Linked DNA regions of Sus scrofa: regions 1, 2 and 3 are each linked to region 4. The links are chromatin contacts, called in public Hi-C and HiChIP or PLAC-seq maps. All regions are on one chromosome and are shown on one strand. Each heading gives the region's core, a stretch centred on a gene start, on an enhancer-like site or on the middle of the called end of the contact. The rest is flanking DNA. Distances are from core to core; before and after follow the strand shown. Region 1 holds the start of ACTN1 (actinin, alpha 1). Region 2 holds the start of DCAF5 (DDB1- and CUL4-associated factor 5). Region 3 holds the start of EXD2 (exonuclease 3'-5' domain-containing protein 2). Region 4 holds the start of RAD51B (DNA repair protein RAD51 homolog 2).

The links. A called contact is a pair of places that touch in the nucleus more often than the background predicts. HiChIP or PLAC-seq counts read pairs in DNA pulled down with a chosen protein or histone mark.
Region 1: a contact with region 4 is called in an H3K27ac HiChIP or PLAC-seq map of alveolar macrophages. The contact joins the promoter of ACTN1 here to the promoter of RAD51B in region 4. A contact is called at or near these places in 1 of 5 promoter capture datasets (liver), 1 of 47 Hi-C or Micro-C datasets (heart right ventricle) and 1 of 2 datasets of contacts at active chromatin or transcription factors (alveolar macrophages).
Region 2: an H3K27ac HiChIP or PLAC-seq map of alveolar macrophages shows a contact between it and region 4. The contact joins the promoter of DCAF5 here to the promoter of RAD51B in region 4. A contact is called at or near these places in 2 of 5 promoter capture datasets (fetal liver and liver), 1 of 47 Hi-C or Micro-C datasets (heart right ventricle) and 1 of 2 datasets of contacts at active chromatin or transcription factors (alveolar macrophages).
Region 3: a Hi-C map of liver shows a contact between it and region 4, with 6 times the contacts expected there. The contact joins the promoter of EXD2 here to the promoter of RAD51B in region 4. A contact is called at or near these places in 2 of 47 Hi-C or Micro-C datasets (heart right ventricle and liver).

The regions. Positions count from the first base shown.
Region 1 is chr7:92,643,353-92,646,470 of Sscrofa11.1, forward strand. It overlaps ACTN1 (actinin, alpha 1), which reads right to left and starts at 1,490. Exons shown (of 21, transcript NM_001243061.1): 1 at 1,111-1,490. The coding sequence starts at 1,215.
Region 2 is chr7:92,811,699-92,815,156 of Sscrofa11.1, forward strand. DCAF5 (DDB1- and CUL4-associated factor 5) reads right to left here and starts at 1,599. Exons shown (of 9, transcript XM_021099398.1): 1 at 1,019-1,599. The coding sequence starts at 1,232.
Region 3 is chr7:92,845,940-92,849,385 of Sscrofa11.1, forward strand. It overlaps EXD2 (exonuclease 3'-5' domain-containing protein 2), which reads left to right and starts at 2,019. Exons shown (of 8, transcript XM_005666327.3): 1 at 2,019-2,284. The coding sequence starts at 2,210.
Region 4 is chr7:91,590,662-91,593,710 of Sscrofa11.1, forward strand. RAD51B (DNA repair protein RAD51 homolog 2) reads left to right here and starts at 1,752. Exons shown (of 12, transcript XM_021099935.1): 1 at 1,752-1,828.

The DNA of each region.
Region 1 (3,118 bases), core at 240-2,739, 1.1 Mb after region 4:
GAAGGGTGGAGGGGGGCGGGGTAAGGAGGGACCGGATGGGAGCGGGCAGCGGGGGAGGAGGGGGAGAGGGGGTGTTCAGGGTACGTGGCCGCCTGGGGCAAGAGCTCACCGCGCAGGCAGGAAGCAGAGGCAGGATTGGGGCGCCCTCCCCCAACAAGAGTGGTTTCTGACCTCTTCCTGCCACCGGCCACTGTGCCCGAGTCCCAGTGCCAGCTCCGAGCCCAGGCCCGTGGCGGAGCGCGCACCCGGCGCCTGGGACTCGCCTCGGTGGCTTAAGCATGGAGCCTTAATGACTAACCCCAAATATCCCCGGAGACAATGCCTTGCCCTGGAGCCCCTCAACTCGGATCAAGTTGCCCAAATTCTCCTTCTCCCAGGAATGAGCGGGGGTCGGAGCGGCAGAAGGCAGACGCAAGCCCATCTCCGCTCGCAGCTACCAACCACGGAGTTAAGCAATAAAACGGTTTGCCGTCCGGACCCCGCCCCCACAGGGCCTGCTGGGGAGCTCGCGTCGCCCCGGGTTCTCTCGGCCGCAACCCCACTCCAGCAGGTCCACCTCCAGGCAGCCCCGGAGGAGGCTGCCAATCCCTCCAGTGCCCGCTCTCTCCTCGGCCTGGGGGCTGGGGCTGGGAGAACCCGTGCAGCTTGTCCCCTCCGGGTACCAAGCCCAGAGCGGCCCAGGAACCACGCTGCCACCGCACGCCATATGGAAAGGCGGTCAGGGGCGGAGAAGGGAAGGGAAAATCGATCCGGAGCTAGCAGCCAGCCGGGGGCTTAGCCCCCAGCCTCCCGAGCACCGCCCCAGCGACCTGCCCACGCAGGGCTGGTGCGGCTGCAGCGGGGTGGCCTGGTTCACTCGCCCAAAGGCGACCTGCCCGCCGGCAACCCCACCTCCCCGCGCTCGGCCTCGGCGTTCGCGGGCTCTGGAGCCCGGGCGCTCCCCCTTCCGCCCCGCGCCTGTAACCCAATACCCTTCCTCACTGCAGCCGCTCATCCCCCGCCCCCGCTCGAGCGCGCCTGGAACTGGTTCGCAGCCGGGTGCGAGCCCGGCAGACAGAGGTGCCCGGGGCGGGGGGCGGGGAGCTGCGGGGGGCCAGGGTGGTTGCTGACCTTTCTCTGCTGCTTCTCCCAGGCTGGGTCCAGGAGCAGATCTCGATCCCAGTCCTCTTCGGGCTGCATGTAGTCGTTGGTTTGCTGGGAATCATAATGGTCCATGGTGGTGCGCGCGTGCTAGGGGCTGGATTTCTTCCTCCACCTTCTCTCCCGGCGGCGGCTGCTGCGGCTGCTGCCCCGCGTGGGGAGGTAGTTGGGCTGGGCTGGGCTGGGCTGGCGGGGCCGAGCTAGCTCCCCTGCGCCCAGTTCCGCCGCTGCGCTGCTCGCAAAGGCTGCTGCTGGGAGCGGCGCCGGCGGCTCGAGCTCGCGGACTGGCTGCCTCGCTCCGGCGCTCGGACCTAATCTCCACGCACACTGAGCGAGGCGGACACACTCTCGCTGCGGGAGCCAAGGCGGGCGGGGGCGAGGGGAAGGGGCAGAGCCCTCCCGAGGTTCTCCATTGGCCAGGCCGAGTTGCCCAAACTTCCCCCCATCGCCTCTCATTGGGAATTCCTGGCATCCGTCAGCAGGGCCCGGCGCATATAGGTGGACTGGGCGGCCCCCTCCCGGCGCGCACGCCCCCGCCCACTCCCCGGGTTCCCACTCCCCCGCGGCTCATGTGACACCAGCTTAAGCTGAACGGGACCGCTGCCGGGGGGGGACGCCTCCCGGAGCTCGGGGACCGAGCGGGAGCCCCAGGAACCGCAGGAGGATTGAACACGCTCCTCACCCGCGGGAAGGCCCGGAACTCCGGCGCGCTGGTGTCCTGCGCTCCCACGCGCGCTCCAAACCCCAGAAGGCCAGGGGCTGGAGAAGGGACGCGGGGAAACCCGAAAAGCATTTCATTTTCTCTTTCTCAGGGTCCAGAGAGGTCGGCACCCAGGGAAGGGGGGCGGGGAATGCCGGAATGGAAAGGAATTTCCTGGGAATTTCCTGATTCTGCCACCCGGCCCCGCCCCACCCGGTGGGATCCAGTAGACCCCTGCCCTCCCAGGGCCGGGTTTCTGGCCGGCCGACGGCCCTCGGAGGCCCCGCAGTTTTGCCGCCTCACGGCGGGGTCCTTTGCGGCCCGCCCTTAGGCTCAGGGACCGCTCTGCGCCGGGGCTTCCCCGGTGGCAGCTACGTCGCACAGGTTCCCGGGAATCCCCTAAGGGTCCCCGCTGGCTGGCACAGCCCGAGCTACCCTCATAGACACGCCTGGGCTGCATCTTCGCAACTCTGAGTGTTCTGCCTACTCCGGACATCCTCAACCCACATCCCTGACAGATGGGGAAACTGAGGTTCAAAGAGTTGAGCTTTACCAGGGATTTATGGAGTTCTCAGGACTCCACAGGCCAACCCTGTAACCTTATACCTGACAAACAAAGCCTTATTGTTATTGGAGGAGGAAGGAGGGCAGCATTGGTGAAACAGGTCTCATTGACTGGTGCCTGCCTGAGCTTCCTTCCTCAGGCCTAGTGAGAAGAAGATCTACACAGCCGGCTCCAGCAGTGACAGACACCAGGAAGAGGCAGGCCTCACACCCTGGTGGGCTCCTCTGAGAAGTCCGGGACTGTAGAACAGTAGCAAGAAGATCTCCAATAGCTTATGCACATGGTAGTACTTCATCTATGGCCCCGCAGGATGGCTGAGTCTACTGCAAAAATGAAAGTATGTCAGTCCAAAGGTGAGTAAAGGAGCTAGAAAGGGCCGTGAATTGAGATACTTGAAAGGCCACAGATTGGAAAGGTGGAGAAAGTGCCCGTGCCTCTCAGGAGAGCCACCAGTGCTGTTGTAAGCAGACATGGGTGCTGCTGTGGCTCCCCCACCATTAGTCAACCTTGCATGTTTATGCAAGTGTCACCGTTCAGCGCTGTGCCTGCCACAAGTCCCTGGCTGAGGAAGCACTGCACCCAAGCCACGGAGACAGCAGATTTATGGACGATTTTATACCCACTTCTAAACTGTGGCTCAAAGCCTGACATAGAGGGTAATGATGGTGCTGTATCCATTCATTCGCTAAATAAATATGTGCTGAGCACCATCC
Region 2 (3,458 bases), core at 349-2,848, 1.2 Mb after region 4:
GGGAGGAGCGCGGCAGCAGCGAGCGCCCCCACGGGCGGCAGGCGCACCTCCCCCGGGGCAGCTGTCGCCGCCACCCGCTCGGCCCCGGCCTCCCCGGGAGCAATAGGCTATCGATTCAGCTGCCTGTCGCTAGGCGCCCCGGGAGAGCGAGGCCTACACCGCTCGGCCGGAGCCCCGGCCTCGATTTCGCCACTTTCCCCACACCGGAGGGGGAGCCCGGGGGCAACCAAGGCCAGCTAGGCGGGAGGGAGGAGGTGCGGAGACCACCTGCAACGGCAGGCGCGGGAAAGGGGGTGCAGGAGCCGGGCTCCCGCCAACAAGTCTCCCGGGGTCTCCCACCCCCCACCCCTGGCTCACAAGTTGCGCATTTAAGTTCAGACCAGTGGCCCCTTGGCCTCCAGAGCCCTCGGCACTCCCGAATCATAAGAAAAACACGACACGGAAGAGGCCACCCCAGACCCCGAGGAGATGGAGCCGGGCCCCTGAGGGGCCCGTCACCTCCCCTCCACTCACCCCTCCAGCGGCCGGCCCTGTCACCGCCCGGACCCAAGGCCCCTTGCCCGGACGCCGGCGACAGAGGCTCGAGCTTCCCCCCCCCCGCCGCCTCCGGCGCCTCGGCCTCCTCCCCTCTAAATCGTCCAAATGCCCCCCGCACCTTTTAAAGTACACGGAGGAAGAGTTTCCCATCAAACTTTGTCAAGCAGTAACCTCGCCCCCCTCCCCGACCCACACTTTCAGGGCAGTCACCAGGAGAGAGCACTTTACACTTGGGATAAGGCGAATTAAGGACCTGTCAACCATTTTAGGTCTTTTATTTTATAGAAGACATCCTCTCCTTCCCCTCCCTCCCTCTCTCCCCGTGCCAAGGTTTAATCTGACACCCAACCTTCCCACCGCCGAAAAGGGGGGGGGTTGAGGAGGGAGGGGGTGGGGACGGAGGGCAGGAGGAGGGTAGCGAGGGAGAGCGGAAAAGGGAGGTTGGAAGGGGGCCGCAGGGAGGGGAAGGGGGTTGATTTACCTGAGACCAGCCACTGGCCTCCATTGTTGGAGAATTCAATGGCATTGACACAGCCGAAGTGGCCGAGGAGGTCCTTCTTGTAGAGGTTTCTGCAGCCTCGCAGGCGTCTCCTCTGAAAGTCCTGAGTGAGCAGGGGGTCCCCATGCAAGCCCCGCTGGGACAAGAAGCCCACCACTGACCTCATGCTGCCCCCCAGGCCAGCTCTCCTCTTCATGCTGGAACCGCCGCCGCCGCCGCTCGCGCCGCCGCCCCTCCCTCGGCCTCACGCGCGGCCGCCGCTCTCCCCCCACCCGGCCCTCCCCCCGCGCTGCGATCCGGATGGTTCTTTAACCAGCCATAGCAGACGGAGCGAGGTGTGCAGACACTCGGTGGCGTTCGCGGCTTCCTGACGGTCCCCTCCCTCCCCTTCCCCCTCCTAGGCTCCTCCTTCTCCTTCTCCGCCCCCTCCAGCAGCTGATCCTCAGCTGCGGCCGCGCTTCCGCGATGCGCGCGGCCCTTCCGCCGGCCGCGGGGGCCGGGAGAATGCGGGTGGCAGCGGCCCCTCCCCCGCCGCGGGCTCCAGGCGGGAAGGACGCGGGCTGCTGGCCTCGAGGCGGCGGGCGGCGGCTCGGCTGTCCCCGCGCCGCAGCTCCTCCCGGCGCGAGGACCCGAGTCGCGCAGGGCGGAGGCCCGGCTGCACCCCCTGAGCGTTGCACTCTGTGAAGTTGGAGGCGCGCAACAATCAAAGTGGCCACGGGGCTGCGGGCTCGCCTTACTCCCCAGGCGGCCGGCGGTCCGTCGCCTCCCGGAGGCCCAGCGTCGGGGCGAGTGCGGCTCCCCGCGCTTTTTTTCGGTCCGGAAAATGCAGCCCGAGGTGGCAGAGAGGTGGAGGGAGGACTGCGGGCACAGGCTCCGATCGTCCTCCCTCAGTTCACCTCTTCCTGGGGCCGCCCGAGCCCTGCCCACGGGAAGGGAACCAGGAGTTAGGACTGGACTCTTGGGGTAAGGTTGCTTGGGGTTCCCCAAAGAAATTTTTAACACTACCCCTCCCCCTATTCAGTTCTCTAATAATTTTCCCTTCCTCCAGCCATTCAGTGAAAAAGGCTAAACCGGGTTCCCTCTGGTAGATGATAAAGTGGTATCAGAGAAAGAGAGGGGGCGGGGAAGGAATTCTTAAGAACTGAGAAGAAAATTGCCCAAAACCGAGTTGAGAAGGCTCACCTGCAAGACATAAGACACATTATTCAAAAATAGCAATTTATGTTATTTAATTGGATGCGGTGAGCTCCCCTTCAAGGTCTTGAGTGTAGAGCTCAGAAGCTGAACAGCTGTTAACCAGCAGCTGCATTCCAGGCCCGAAGTAGCTGCACGTCAATAGGCCAGGAGCCTCCGCGTTCCCCCCCTAGTGAGGAGATTGGGTGTTAAGTGCTTTGGAATTCTACTAGGTACAGTAAAAAATCCCCTTGTCAGTGTATTTTTCCCAGAAGCTATCCTCTGTCATTAAACGGTAATAGACTACTAGAATAGGCGGTTGTCAGTTTTGCCCTTTCAATTTAGCAGGAATTGCATCCTCTGTCAGAGAGAGCACATGAACAGTCAGGTATACGCACCGTGAAAGAGGGGCCATGAAGAGGACCCCCATCAAGCAAAATGAGCTACTTCTACTTTTTGTACAAGGACAATGATAAGATGAATCATACTCATAACAAAAATGCAAGTAAAATGTTTGATTTAAAAATCAACATTATAACAAATGTTGCCAAACATCACAGAAATTCCCTAAATTCCAGAAAGTGTGGTTTTAATGGAATATTTCCCTAAACAGGAAAATATGTAATACTTTCCCTTAAAAATTTTAATTTTCAGGATGCTTCGTAGTGTTTATTCATTATAACAGCACCATAAAGATCAGTAGTGGTATACCAGCCAAATTATAATCAATGTCTTTTCATCCTAGCAACCAATGTCTCTTCTTCACAGCAATGTCATAATGTCATGGTCTGTATGTAATTAAACATATCATTATATAGGTATGTTCCGCCATTCTGCTGTTAAGCTCTCTGAGAGCAGGGACCATGCCTGTTCTGCTCATGGATTTATATCCAGAGCTAGCACATACTGAAACTGAGTAGCCACTTAAATATTGCAGAGACAGGGGAGGGTGTTTGTTTTTTAGGGCCATATGGGGCAGCATGTGAAAGTTCCCAGGCTAGGGGTTGAATCGGAATATCCACTGGCCTACGCCACAGCCACAGCAGCACGGGATCCGAGCCTCCTCTGTGACCTACACCATAGCTCTCAGCAACACCAGATCCTGAACCCACTGAGCTGAGCGGGGCCAGGGATCAAACCTTCATCCTCTTGGATGCTAGTAAGATTCGTTTCTGCTGAGCCACAACGGGCACTCCCCTAAATATTTGTTGACTACATAAATGAAATCAGGTAGAGAGGAAGAATTTGG
Region 3 (3,446 bases), core at 769-3,268, 1.3 Mb after region 4:
CTGGAGATCTCTTTGTGCTCTTTTCTCTGGGACCTAGATGTCAGAGACTACCCTTTAGTTCCCACCCCCACCTCCAGCAAGCCCCCCACATAACCTTTGTTTTTTCTCCTTCTTGCAAACCTAGATGCAAAACTCAATACCTATTCAAATTCCTCCAAAGAATCTACTGGAGGCATTCCGTCGTGGCTCAGCGGTTAATGAACTGGACTAGTATCCATGAGGATGCAGGTTCGACCCCTGGCCTTGCTCAGTGGGTTAAGGATCCAGTGTTGCCGTGAGCTATGGTATAGGTCACAGATGTGGCTCAGATCCCGTTTGCTGTGGCTGTGGTGTAGGCCGGTGGCTACAGCTCCGATTCAACCCCTATCCTGGGAACCTCCATATGCCACGGGAGCGGCCCAAGAAATGGCAAAAAGACAAAAAATAAAAAAATAGAATAAAAATAAGGTCCTGCTCTGTTACACATTGACTCTTTTTTTTTTTTTTTTTTTTTTTTTGGCCACTCCATTGTGTATGGAGTTCCCAAGCCAGGGATCATACCCCAGCCACAGTTGCAACCTATGCCACATCTGCGGCAATGCTGGATCCTTTAACCCACTGTGCTGGACCAGGGATCAGACCTTCAGTCCCCATTGTGCTATAGCAGGAACTCCTACACATTGGCTTCTAACAGAACAGATATTTGGGTAGTTCTAATTTAGGGCTATTATTAAGTACAGGTACGAGATTTTTTTGTGCGTGTCCTTTTAGTGAATGTATGTACACATTTCCCATGGATATATACCTACGAGTGAATTTGTTAGTTCAAAGGCCATGCATATTTTCAGGAGTTCCTGTTGTGGTACAGCGGAAACGAATCCAACTAGTTACCATGAGGTTCGGGTTCGATCCTTGGCCTTGCTCAGTGGGTTAACGATCCCGCGTTGCTGTGGCTGTGGTGTAGGCTGGCAGCTACAGCTCCGATTCTACCCCTAGCCTGGGAACCTCCATATGCCATGGGTGAGGCCATAGAAAGCCAAAAAAAAAAAAAGCTTTGCATATTTTCAGCTTTAGTCGATACTGTGAAACAGCTTAACAAAGTGACTGTACACTGCAGCAGCACTGGTTGCTCCAGTCTTGCCAATACTTGGTATTTTTTGTGTTTCATTTTAGCCTTTCCGGTGGTATATAATGGTATCTCACCGTGGTTTTAATTTGCATTTCCTGTTTACCTTTTTGTTTGTCTTTTAGGTGTTCAGGATGGAGCAGATGAAATGCAGGGGGTTCTCTATACCTCCCAAAATATTTTCCCTTATGGATAATAATCTAATAATATGTAGAACCTTTTTCCTGTACTGGAGGCAAAACAATATAGAGGATGAGGGCAACAAGCTTTGCAGTTAGACATACTGAGGTTTGATTTCCAACTCCAATTCTTACTTGTTACCTGAGTAATTTATTTGACCTTTCTCCATTTTATGTAAAATGGCACTAATAATAGTACTGTCTCATGAGGTTGTGAGGATTAAAGAGATAAAATATGTAAAACGTTTTGCAAAGTTCCTAGTACACTGTAAGCACATAATCACCAAATGGCAGCTATTATTATACCTTACATCCTTTCTGTGCAGCACATTACATTTCTCCTTCTATTTTACACATTCTATGATAAAGCAACAGCACGTGGCATACATTAGCTGCCTCACATATAAAAGTTGATGATAAAGACTGGTTGAATGAAAGATTTTAAATAGAAATAGAAGGTACTGTGGTTATCGTTATAAAACATGGCATAATGGCTATAGTAACAAAATGCACTCCTAATGAGGAATACATTATTTAAACAAGTGTTTCTTCTATTTACCTTCATCATTTAACAGTTAAGAGGAAAATAAACGCGGTAGAGAAACACCGCTAATTAGTAATTAGTAATTACATATCCCATATTGCATTTGTGAGGGTTCCAGAGGCTTCCTTAAAACCAAAACTCAAACTAAAATATTACCCAGAAACAAACGCAAAAGCACCACTTTTCTGAAAAGATTTTTAAGCTTTTCCAATTTTAACAGACCCTTTGTTCAGCAGTGGAGAAACTGGGGAGGCAACAGCTGCCCCAGCTGCTTCCGTACAAGATGGCGTCGCCCAATTGTACACCCCAGTTGGGGTTACGTCCTCTTAGCCGGTCACAAGACCGGAAGTGGTTTCGGTCCTAGTGGATCCGGGTGGGTGCATGCAGGTGGCCAAAGAGGTTCCAGTGCTTCAGCGTGAGGTGCCGCAGGTGTTCCAGTCGAGTCCGGGGCCGCAGGTAAGTGAGAATTAGCGGCCGGCAAGGCCTTTCTCCACGCTCGTGCAAGCAGCGGAGGGGGATTCCTGTGCAGACTAAGGAGAGGGCTCGTGAAAGCTGGCGACATCACCGTGTGCGGGGGCGACTGATTGCGGGGACCTCGTTGTCCCCAAGCGACTTGGCCCTGCCCCTCTCCCCGCCCCCCGGCGCGGCCTCCGCTCCCTCCTCGCCCGCAGCGGGGGCGGTTCAGGGTCCTGGTGCGCTGCGGGGACTCTCACCTCCTTACGTGGCCTCCCATGACCTTCCCCGGGCTGCCTTTTCGGACCCCTTTTTGTTCTCTCTAGGGATACCTGCTAAACCTTCGTTATTTCTTGACCCAGTTAGCAAAAAAGGAAGCACCACCCGCAGCTTGTGGCAACTTATTGGGCGCTGCATGTTGCAGGCGTCCACTGTTACAGTTCCGTCCCCTTGGTTCGTGGGGACCTACCCCCGCCCCCATTGTTATTACCCCTTTTCCCCCAGACCACACCCGCTTCTCTGGGTCTTGCTCGGAGCCACTTCTTTCTCTTTTCATATCCTTGGGATCGTTGAAAACTAAACCCTTAATGATTATTTATTACAAAATTGATACCTGCTTGTTGAAATAGAAACACCAAACCTTTATAAGCTTTTGATACACGAATGAACACAACCTCACTTAGATATTCACTCCTTGAAAACACTTTATACTGTTTTTTTAGTTCTATCTTTATAAAGATAGAAGGAACTGTACTGAAAGGTTTTGTTAATATCAAAGTTATGAAGTGCAAGAGAAAAGAGGTTTAATAGGGAGAAGGAATTATTCGTTTTCGTCAGGTTGAGCTTTTTTTTTTTTTAAAGTGTTCTTTTATATTTATTTAAATTGTAATCAGTGCATACAATCGCGTCAAAAATGTAAACAAAATAGATCTTTTTTGACCCATCTCTTTCCATCTCCATCTTTTCTTCTTTCATCTCTTGCCCTCAAGTAAAAACTGCTATTTGGGGTGGTTTTTTTTGTTTGTTTGTTTTCTATTTCTTTTTCCTTACATCTGTTGACATGTGTTTGTATATAAGTATGTAAGATTTTGTGTTAAACTTTTTACAAGTGCATATTTTGCAAATGTGACCTTTTGTACCTATCCGACAACTATTCTTCTTATGC
Region 4 (3,049 bases), core at 502-3,001:
TAGGGGTGGATCCCATCTCTCTACGCGCATCCAATACTGAATTCACATTAATCGTCACATTAGCCCGCGGCGCAGACCCCAAACTCGATTTCCGTCTTTCCTCCAGAACTTTATGCCCAATCCGGCTCCAAATCCCCAGGTGATCTTCTCTTTAAGGATGAGAAATTCGGCAGGAAGCTTCCTAGTTTGAGCCCTCTTTAAAGGCAGAGGATTGAAAATCAGGAAAGGAACGTGTCAGAACTGGAGGGCGGAAGGGATTGGGGCGCAGGGACGCTCTCTCTAGGGGTCGTGGAGAGGGCCCCGCCTTCTCTGGGGCGCTTTACACTCACCTGCTCCCAGCGCCCAAAGCAGTAGAGTTTCCAGCGCAGCCATGTTTGAGCCGAGTCAGGTGACAAATCCAGTTCGGGAGGTTAAGGGAGGGGCGGGAATGACGAGGACAACGCCTACTGCCTACTCGTATTGGTCAATGGAGGGAAAAGATGCAAATAAAGCGCCATATTTGTTTTGGTCACGTGACACCACCTCTAGCGACTAGCGAAAGCTAGGTAGCTAGGAAAGAGGTTATCACCTGGCTCAGGACCATCCCTCACAGTTTTGACAGCTATTCCGCTTGACAGGTTCCATTCTGCATTCGGTGGAGCAAGTGTTAGGAATAGCTGTATGCCTTGATTTTTTTTCCTTCTCTTTTCTTTCTAGTTTGAACTCAGCGTTTACTGAGCGCCAACCTGTGATAGTGCTTTGCCACGCCCTGGGGATACTCAGAGCAGGGAAACCAGTCCTTCTCCATTATTGCAACAAACACTTGGGCCCTCTTATAATCCCAGAACCCTACGTTTTGAATTCCCATTTTCTTCTGCCTAACTTCATTCATTTGCTCATTTACCCGACAACTGTTAATTGATATGTGTGCCTGGCCCTACTTTAGAAGCTGAATAAGATGCGGTCCCTGTCCTCAAGGCGCTCACAAGTTTAGTGAGGGGTGCAGGTCAATAATTAGGATGCAGTGGGCTAAATTATAAGATAGAGGTATGCACAAAGGAGATGAGAGCAAAGAGTGAGCAAAAGCCTCTCTCAAATACAATAATCTGAAACTGACTCTTAAAAAGTAACGATTTCCTAATTACAGTTGCTTTTACATTGAACCTTTGATTTGGTTTCCTTCACGTTTTTCTTCAACTATAGACTCTTACATTTCCCCATTACGTGCTTTTGGTTTGAGCATTTTCATTCAGCATTTTCCAAACTATTTCACCACCAAAGAGTGGTGGAAAAGTAAACCGAAACAAATCAAAGGCTCTTTTGCAAAATCTCTTCTATGATTGGAGGATTCTCATCTACGCCCAGAAAAATAACGTCTCTTTGATCCATTATGCAAATTTTTATATGTAGTGACAAAAGAAATAAAAGAAAAATTCCAGTCTTCATACTCTTCTTACTGATCTGATGTTCCCTCTACTGGATTCCGCGCACCCCCCCCGCCCCCCAACGGTGGAAGTTCCTGGGCCAGGGATGGAATCCTCGCCACAGTAACCACTAGAGCCGCTGCAGTGACAATGCTGGATCCTTAATCCCTCTGCATCACAAGGGAACTCTCTCTCCACCGGATTTTGATAACCACTGTATTGGGAAATTGGGATTCGTAGATTTATTTCATAGAACTACAATTCCCAGCAAGCAGCGGAGTCGACCTGGGCCTGTGCCTACCTTTGATTGGATGCTTGGCAGGCGGATGGCCCAACCAGCATTTCGGTTGTTGCTTCGCGTCACTTTCCACCGGGAACTGTGTGAGGGGTAGGGGAAACTTTGAAAGTTGGATGCTGCAGACCCGGTACTGGAAAGTTTCATGTGGCGGGCGGTTCGGGGAAGTGGGGTGCGGTCATTATTTTCTGCTCGCTTTCTGTACCCCTGGTGTTCCTATTAGGGGAGCAGAGAGTCACTCTTGGCTACAGGGCACGCCCCCTTAGGTCCTTAGGGATCTTAACTTGAGACCCGCCGCGTATGTGAAGGCGTCCGGCCTTCTTTTGTGAGCGATGCTGGGAAGCTGCACCTTGTTGGGAGCAGCTCTTTTAGGGGGTTCTGGGATGATGATTTCGCTTCTTGATGTCCATCCATCTTCGCAATTGCAGGTAGTTTGAGGTCTAGGTAGGGGAGCTCGTCATTAAAGGACGTTTAGTGTTCTGCCTATCTTCAGGTGACGTTGAAGAAGAGGTATTTAATAGCATGGGATCTGCAGTCAGATTCCTGGTTTCGAATGCGCGGACTCCACCGTGTGCTAGTTGTTAGAATTTGCTCAAGTGATTCAATTAAGTGCCTCATTATTCTTAATCTGTAAACTGGGTTTACAATGGCGCCTAATAAGGGCTCAAGAAATATATCTTATTGTTAATTCACAGTTTCCATTGACCGTCTAACGTGAGGTTTTTTTTTTTAAATGAGAGGATTCAGTTTCCAGGATTGAATGTCTTCCTTCACCCCCTCATTTACATGCGCGTGCACGCACAAGCAGAGCAGGAATTCAGTTTCTGGTTGAAGAAATAAGCATGCAAGCCATAACAATACGTTAATAAGATTATTGGACAAATGTGCTCACAGTAGAATGAGAACATTGGAGGGGAAGAGACTAAGTTGTGGCAAGTCTTTGTGGAAGAAAGTCAGGAAGGCAGAATGGTGCTTGTGTAACCTATCAATGTTATGGCTGGAAGGCAGGTCAGGTGAGACAGCAATTGCTGTTTTGCTTAAGGAATTGATAATGACTCAGCCTTGGTCTCCACATGCCATGCACCATCCACATCCTTTAACCTTCATTGCATTCCTGTGGAGCAGATATTTGAATTGTGCTTGTTTTTCAGATGAGGAAACTAAGATGTTGGGAAGCAAGTGACTTTGCAAGAAATGCCAGGGTTTGGGCCTTGCACTCTGAAATAGGAATGAGAGGGAAGTGAGGGACCAGTTTATGAAGACTCTTTAGGCCATCATTAAGAAGTGTGGAATTTATCTTGTGGTCTCAGGGAACCATGGGCAGTTTTAAAGGATGAGAGTAACAGGATTG